Regions from separate parts of the Strix aluco genome. Here region 2 is linked to region 1. Evidence: chromatin contacts called from public Hi-C data. All regions are on one chromosome and are shown on one strand. Each heading gives the region's core, a stretch centred on a gene start, on an enhancer-like site or on the middle of the called end of the contact. The rest is flanking DNA. Distances are from core to core; before and after follow the strand shown.

What was found. A called contact is a pair of places that touch in the nucleus more often than the background predicts.
Region 2: a contact with region 1 is called in a Hi-C map of brain, with 3 times the contacts expected there. The contact joins the promoter of DDX17 here to the promoter of BAIAP2L2 in region 1. A contact is called at or near these places in 2 of 2 Hi-C or Micro-C datasets (brain and heart).

The regions. Positions count from the first base shown.
Region 1 is chr5:30,749,352-30,753,242 of bStrAlu1.hap1, forward strand. BAIAP2L2 (BAR/IMD domain containing adaptor protein 2 like 2) reads right to left here and starts at 1,772. Exons shown (of 15, transcript XM_074826635.1): 1 at 1,479-1,772; 2 at 423-944. The coding sequence starts at 461. The region is part of intron 14 of MICALL1 (MICAL like 1); the gene reads left to right. PLA2G6 (phospholipase A2 group VI) reads right to left here. Exons shown (of 17, transcript XM_074826630.1): 16 at 3,316-3,389; 17 at 1,865-2,824. The coding sequence ends at 2,683.
Region 2 is chr5:30,891,011-30,894,901 of bStrAlu1.hap1, forward strand. It overlaps DDX17 (DEAD-box helicase 17), which reads right to left and starts at 2,080. Exons shown (of 13, transcript XM_074826651.1): 1 at 1,512-2,080. The coding sequence starts at 1,555. It overlaps LOC141924327 (a long non-coding RNA gene), which reads left to right and starts at 2,156. Exons shown (of 5, transcript XR_012623532.1): 1 at 2,156-2,475; 2 at 3,813-3,891.

The DNA of each region.
Region 1 (3,891 bases), core at 522-3,021:
ATCAGAGGTGTTTATTGCCTACAGCAGAGCAGACCAGAGGCTGCAATAAGCAATTCCTCCTCCCAGCCCTCCACCACTTCGGTGCAGCACCGATGAGCGTAGGGAAGCATTTGTGAGAGCGGACTGCTCTTTCCAGCAAGGGGAAAAACAACAGCAACCAAGACATGTCACTCTTCATGCTCCATGTCCAAATGACCCTGGTTGTTCAATTCCTTCCTGGATCTGCCTTAAGACCCACACCACCCTCCCCTTCTGCCAGTCATCTGCTCTGAAACACAGCCCAGAGCCCACAGGAGCTGCTGCAGTTCAGCCTGGGGACGGATGCAGCCCTCGGCTGTCCACCCAAGAGAGCCTTTGGCAGAAAACAGCTCTTCTCCTCCCACCAGCACGTCCCCCCAAGGCAGATAGGAGCAACCACTCACCTTATAGATGGAGATGGTGGATCTGTAGGACAGGTCCATCTCGGGAGTCTTCTCCCTCCCTCAGAGAAGCGAGGAGCAAAGGACAGCACAAGGTGCTATACTGGCCTGGGGGGCTGTGCTTCTGAACAGCTGGCTGGATGGAAAGAGCCCGTCACTGGCAAGGCAGGACAGTAGGGAGACACAGACGTGGTACAAAGGGAATGGAGCGCTGCTGGAGTTTAATAATTCACCAGCCAAGGGGCTGGAACTTGATCTCTGGAAGTAACCGGACTCTGGGGAGAGAGGAATCCTGCAACAGCCAGCAAGGGCATGTGACTGCCTCCTTGCATTATTGATTACCGGCTCGGTACCCAGCTCTCCCTGCCCTGACACCCGCGGAGCCAGCCACCTGCCAGAGTAACGCTTCTCGCTGCCTCCGACAGTGCCACCACCTGGAGGTGCCTCGCTCGGCCTCGCTGTGCTAGCGAGCATCTTCAGGTCCTTCACGCACAGCTTGCGATCACAGGCAACAAATAGCAGGGGCTGGGGTGAAACACAAGGAAAGCTTAAAAAGGGTTTTACCTCTTCCCTGCCCGCTATTCCCCCACCCCAAACCTCAGCCCTCTCTGGCTCTTAGACTCCCTCCCACTCCCAATCTCAGTGAGACTCCCTGACAGCAGACACAAGCTTGTACCTGAGCCTTCCTGCTCTCCCTGCCTGTGTGCAAGGTGCCCGAACACAGCATTGCTCTGGGAAGTCCCTGCAGATGGTGCAGACTATTCATAAAGACGTGGGGAGAGTGCAAGCCGGGGGCAAAAAGCAGAAAGGAGCTCATGTTCTCTCTATCTCGAGGTGTGGAGTTTTGTTTTTCCACAGGAAGGTAAGCCCCTCCATTATGTAGGAAAAATAAAACCTTTACTCCACATTAAAAGCCCCTTAATTCCACAATCTCATTTGTGAAACTGAAGATCAGAAGGCAGATAATCAGTTTTCAGCCCTATTCAGCACCCACACTCCTGCCAACAGTGTCCCTTGGGAATCAGTGGGCACCAGGTCCAACAAACTTGCAGCAGTTACCTTGTCCAGGAACCATGTGGGGAAGTTAAAGCCCCATCTCCAGCCATTTGTATCCCAAGGGTCTTCAGTGGTTCCCTTTTTGGGCCAGACTAGCTCAAAGAGGATTCTCACATGGGAGCTGGTCCAAAGCCTCCCCCCTGGCTGCAGCTGCTAAGCCTGGCACAGAGTGTTGTGCTTCGTGGGACAGCCAGCTGCTCCCACCACACACACCTCCCAGGGCTGACTGCTGGGACTGGCCACTCATCTCTTCAGTCCATACAAAGGGTATAACCCTGTGTCTCAAGCAGCCCAATTCCTCAATTTCCACCTGTAAGAAATTCAGAGGCTGCAATCTCAGAACCCCTTTGTAGGACGGGGAGAGAGACAAGACAACCATGACAGCAGAACCAAATGCAAACCTCTCTTTATTTCAGGTCATGTCAGTTTTGCATAGAAGCACTATTCACAACAGCAGTCCATCCAGTCAAAAGCAAATGATTAAGAATTCAGTTTTTCAGGTTACTCCTCAAAACGTCTCCAAATAGCTACATATATTATTTATAAATATGAAAATTTACTGCAGAAACATTGAGTACTGTAGCATTCACAATGGAATTTCCAGCAGTAAAAAAAAACTGTCCCAGGGTCAGTTTCTTTGGTGGGAACTGATCACAGAGCTTTTCAATTCCATGTTAAGGAGAAACAATCTCTATACCAAGCCATGCTGAGTTAAGAATAATCCTTTTCCTCATACCATACACTCCGAAACACCTTGGTCCCAGTGGGCCAAGTAATCCCTGAAGCTTTCTCTGGCCTTGGCTCATTCTGTGATGTGGGAAGGTGCACAGTGCTTTGTCAGTGGAGGTGCTGCACAGACAGGAGACACACTCCAGCAACTACAGCCCAAGACAGGTAGGTGGGGGCTCTGGCTTCTGGGAAGGGCTGTACAGTCAGATAAGGGCAGCAAAACTGAGCACAGCAGCAGAGATGGGGCTGCAGTATGAAGATAACTGTCAGCATGTCACAGCTGTCTGGGAATACATGGGGTGTGTCCTGGAATAAATGTGTAATGTGCACTGTTGTCTATTACATATCATTAATTCCTCAGTAGTAGTAGTAGTCGTCCCTCCCCCACCTCAACATCCAGTTTCAAGGGCAAATCCGAGCCATTTCAGTGTCTGCTGCTCCTTGCCTTTGGGATGTGGTACGGGAACCTCCAGGTCAGTCATCGGGAGAGATGTTGCACCAGCTGCTCAAACCGCTCCCGCTGCTGGTAGATGTAAAGCTGGGTGTCCCAGAGAGCGTTCACCAGCACGGTGTCATTCACCTCATCCAACATCACATCCGCATGCAGCTGAGGGCTAAGCCTGCACACAGCAAGACAGCATCACCAGCTGGGCACAGACATGAACACGACAAGGCAGCGAGCCTGCCAACCAAAAGACTTGTGCAAAGCGGCTCCCGCTGTCCTGGGTGTTCACCTGCCCTTATCCAGCAGGCCTGCGGAGCGGAGGCCTTCCCCTGTCTTCGAGGCCCAACCACACTCAAGGCTGAGCCATAGCAACCGCACCACCCAAGGCACGAGTCTCAAAACACCCTGTGCGTGGTGCGATAGGGCAGGATGCACATCCCCGAAGGACCCTGTTAGCATGCCCCGAGCCCCCACTGACCCCACACAGGGTGTGCTCCATGCATCAGCTCGCACACTGGGCTGTGTCACCGAGGCACGAGGAGAGGGGGCAGGGGGACAGGCATGCCTCTGGAGGGGACACTGTTTGGGATGACACATGCCACAGCCAGGTCTGAAGCAAGAGGGATAAAAATAGGTCTGTGAAGAGAGCAGAAAGGAAGCTTCTACCGGAAATATGGGACATCCGTCATCTCGCACCAGGCCCTGGCACGATCCACAGCTGGGCCATCTGCGTCAGTGCACTGCAGGAGAGACAGGCCCACGGTTAGAGCCTGACTGACACCGCTCTCTCCCTGCCTGCAAGAGGCTCTCCTGGCACGGAGTCAAACTGCACAAGCCACAGAGGGAGAGGGAAAACCAGGAGCAAGTGCATCCTGGACGGCACCATTCACCACCAAGAGGGAGGTGGCTTTTTATCTGTTTTTTTAAATACAGGAACAGTGCTCCAGATCCTCGGGACACAAGGAATTGCACCCTACAGATCCTCCATCCATCGTAGTACTGAGGGGATTCCCTTAAAGAAACCCCCAGGATGATCTGAATCACAGCCTCCTTGGGATTTCATCTCCATCCATTTCTGTCCAAACCCAGTACCAGAAGAGCCTGTGATTACTGCAGGCTTTCTGGGCTATCCTGGCACCACTTCCCTGGGAGCCCTGAAATAAAAGACAGGAAGCAGAGGGACCTCTCTAGGTATTTTCGGGCTTTAGGAAGCTAAAAGAAGATAAAGCAAAAGAATTAAGA
Region 2 (3,891 bases), core at 830-3,329, 140 kb after region 1:
TAGTCAAAGTCTTTACTCAAAATGGGATTACACAAATTTTAAGACACATCAAGTGTTGTGACTATGCTTTGGCCAGTGTTCTTTTAAGTAACTGTATATAAATCTGCATACTCAAGCTCACTCACTAAACTCCCAAAATCAGCTGGGGTCTGAACTATCTCAGACTTGACAAAGTGTTTACTCCAATGTCCTTGTGTTAAACTGAGCTGGAAATCTCATAGTGGAAAAACACCAGAACCCTCCTCTCTGTGAAAAAAAATGGAAGTATCTTTTAATTTCAGAGCACAAAATGTGGGTGTAAGATAAAGCAAGGACACAACTATCTCTCTTCACAGACGATGAGAAACTAAATGTTAAAATGCACAAAATATTCCTGAATCTCCCTGTGAGGAGGGAAAACAAGAAGGAAAGGAAAGGAAGGGGGGCTGAAAAAAAAAAAACAAAAAAAGAAGACTCATTAACCGAGGTCTAGTCAGACATATTAACAGAAGCTACATGATATGTTTATTGTTAATCCTTGAGAATGGAGGCCTAACTACTTGGGATCTGAAGGACAGAAAATGCCACTCTCCTAAATTAGTTCTAACTTTCTCTTTAAAAAGGCCTGGGATGAACGTCTTGCTATTTTCAACCCTTAAAAAACCTCAAGTCTCAAACTAGTTAAATACTATAATGCCACTGCATTTATTGCTGCCATCCTCGGAAGAAAAAAAAAAGTCAAACGTGCAGAAACCTTTTCCAAGCCAAGTTTCCTCTAAATAGCAGATTCAAGAGTATCAAGCACTAGGCCTCTGCAGGGCCACACAGACATCTCCTGTTTGACTTCTACGTAAGCTCGGTCATGCTCTTTAAGTGTGGTCCAGGGCCATGTTTACCGAGATCACTCTCTCGAGTATGCAAGCCCCCTGCATGGCAGCAGTTTTCAATCTCATTTCTTCTCACGATAAGCTTGGCAGCGCAACTGAGAAAGACCTTTCACCAACTGCCATCTTTCTATTAAGTCCAGAAGGAGCAATGACAACCAGAAGGGCAGACTGTCCAACCACTCTTGCCAGGGCCACCCAGACCTTCGTGGCTTGCGGGCGGGGGGGATGGAGAGAGGAGGAGAGTAGGGTGAGGAAGGGGACTGGCAGAAAATAAATTAAGCCGGGGGGGGGGGGGGGGGGCGCGGAGGAAAATGCAGGCCTCAAAACTGCAAGCTAAGCACACACGGTTACACATGAACGACGGAAAATCTAAATTAAAAACTCAACCCACCACCCCACCTTGCTGTCAGAACCCTACGAAATCTCCAGCCGTCCCCCAACCCCCCAAGAGAATTTCTGGGGAAAAAGCTCCCCCAAATACCGCAAGCAGAACGCGCCCCCCTCGCCGCCGCGAATCCTCCCCAGCCTTCCTCCCACCAGCCCCCCGACGCGGGGCAGGCGGCTCCCTCCACCGCCCCCATGCCGTGTCGACCCGCGCCGCGCCACCCCCCCACCCCCCGCCCGGCCTGCCCACCCCCCCCTTACCCGCCGCGGTCTCGGTCGCGGCCCCGGTCCCCGAAGCCCCTCATCGCACCCGGAGGGGTGGGAGAAAGGCAGCGGAACGCCGGCCGTGGGGACGGCGAGGGACTGGGGGTACGGGGAGACGGTCCAGCCAGGGGCGGCTGTGTCTCGGAGGAATCGCTTTGCGCCACCTCGCTTCTTTGGTGGGATACAAAAGGAGAAGAGGTGGTCAGTGGGTCAGAGACCCGCTGGACGTCGGCGGAGGGAACGGCGGGGCTCTCGGTCGGCTCCAGGGCCCGTGAAGTGTGGAGACACCAGCGTCTTCTTCCTCCGGGCTCCCGGCACAAAATGGCTGCCGCCGCCCCAACCCGCTTCAGTTACGTTACGGGCGGCCCAACGCTGCGCAAACTGCGGCCCTCGAAAATACCTACGCCTATTCCCGGAAACCAACTACGCCCTCAGCTCGCTTGGCGAAACCCTGCTCTGCACGGAAGGCAGGATGCGAAAGGTGCGTAGTGTTCTTTGCTTGAGTCGGGCCCCCGCGTGAGGAAGGGAGGGAGGAGAGTAACGCTCTCCCTATTCCTCAAAGTCTGCTACGCAAGGAGTCAACCCCGTAACCCCTTCTGGGCGGTAGGGAAAACCCAGGCCGAGGCGTACGTTACGTAAGTACATGGCGTACGCAAATCGTGTAACTCAGGCTGGCGTAGGGCAGGAAGAGCCCGTGTGTTTTGCGTAAAATTCTTCCGCGGGTTGTGCAGGCAGGGTTGGCGGAGGGTCGGAGGATTACGTTAATTTTGCAGCGTAGTCGGGTTTGGAGAATACGGCCTTTCGCCTACGCGCCGGCTGGCCCCGTGGAGGGTGGCAGCGGTGCTGAGGAGACAATAACGGGAACGCGGGGCGGCGGCGGGGGCCCGGCACGGCACGGCGGGCGGGGAGCGGCCTCTCGGGCTTCTGCGGTGGCGCCGGTGAGGCAGCACGGGTCCGGCAGGTCGGGGTCTTTCCTCCGCTTTTTTCCCTAGCAGATTACTGGGGGGATCTTAGCGCGGCGCTGGGGCAGGAGCGGGAGTGACAGCAGCCATGATGTTTTCTTTTGCCTGAGTGCCAGGAGGCCGAGATAAAATGGCATAACGGGCCCCGACGTGGGTCGTGCCGGCAACCACCCGGTCACACACCCCCCTCTGCAGCTGCAGGAGGTTCATGGCAACCTCTCCAGAAAGTAAACAAATTCACCCCTTCACCCCCTGTGTTGTTATTGGAAGTGATAGAAGAAATGATCAGAAGTACCCAAAGGACACCAGGCATGGCATAGACACCGTGTTTATGGCTGCTAGCGTTTGACTCCACATATCAACCAGAGACTCTTACCTAAAAGATAAAATAAGCCATGAGGCAATTATGTGGCATAGGCCAGAAGTTCTTTTGTCCTGACACAAGAAGCCATGTCAACTGGGTGGTCTGCGGGCACCAGCCAAATTTTGGTCCAAACCGCAGTCGTGCTATCATCAGTGCTTTCTGCATTGTCAGGTTATCAAAAATCAGTTATATCAGCACAAGATAAAGTGAATCCCCTTTAGTTTTATACCCTTGAAACAAATAACTTGGCCTGGAATGAGACACAGATTGTTTACCGTTTTAGTTTTACTTGCTGTATGTACGTATGGCATATGTGAGAAAGCAAAAAGCAGTCTTGGAGCTTAAAATAAGATGTTGGAAGAAACTTGGGTCTTTATAAGTGGGTGGAAGGGAGTCAAGTGACACTGTAAACTCTCATGCTTGGCCATTAGATATGAAAGCCTGGTGTGGGAAAGACTGGCGCATGCAAAGATTAGATGTTACGTTAAATGACAACAGCAGATCCGTTCCTGGCTCCGTCAGATCAGCCAGCCTCCCTGCCTTTGTCTCTCTGGACTTCACTGTGAAAAATAGTGCTTTACCTCAGGAAAAATATCAAAGGTGGTGTTAAGAAGCCACTCAAGGAAGGCAAACTCTCTAGCTCTGTCACACGGTAAACCCTGGCTACAGTGTCAGGCTTTTCTTGGATGAATTTCTGGTCATCACTGCCTTTTTACTTCATGTTATCTTACATGCATTAGTTAATCTAAATGAAAAAATTCTTGTATCAGTGAGGATAAAGCTCCTTAACCAGTCACCAAGGTTAGACCCATTCTAATTAGCACTCATACAAGAGGACAAAGTTAGGCCTTCCCTTAAAGCATCTAATACGTAAATTGTTGAGTTTATTTTAAAACAAGCAATTCCATGAGCATTGCAGGTAATGCAAACAGAATTGGTATTTTGTCCCCTGATTTCTGTCTTTACTCCCAGCTTCTTCTTTTGCCCCCCATGACATACATCTCTGGCCAGTTCAGAGCTGTGCCTGTGCTGGCAGGCCAGGCAGCATGCT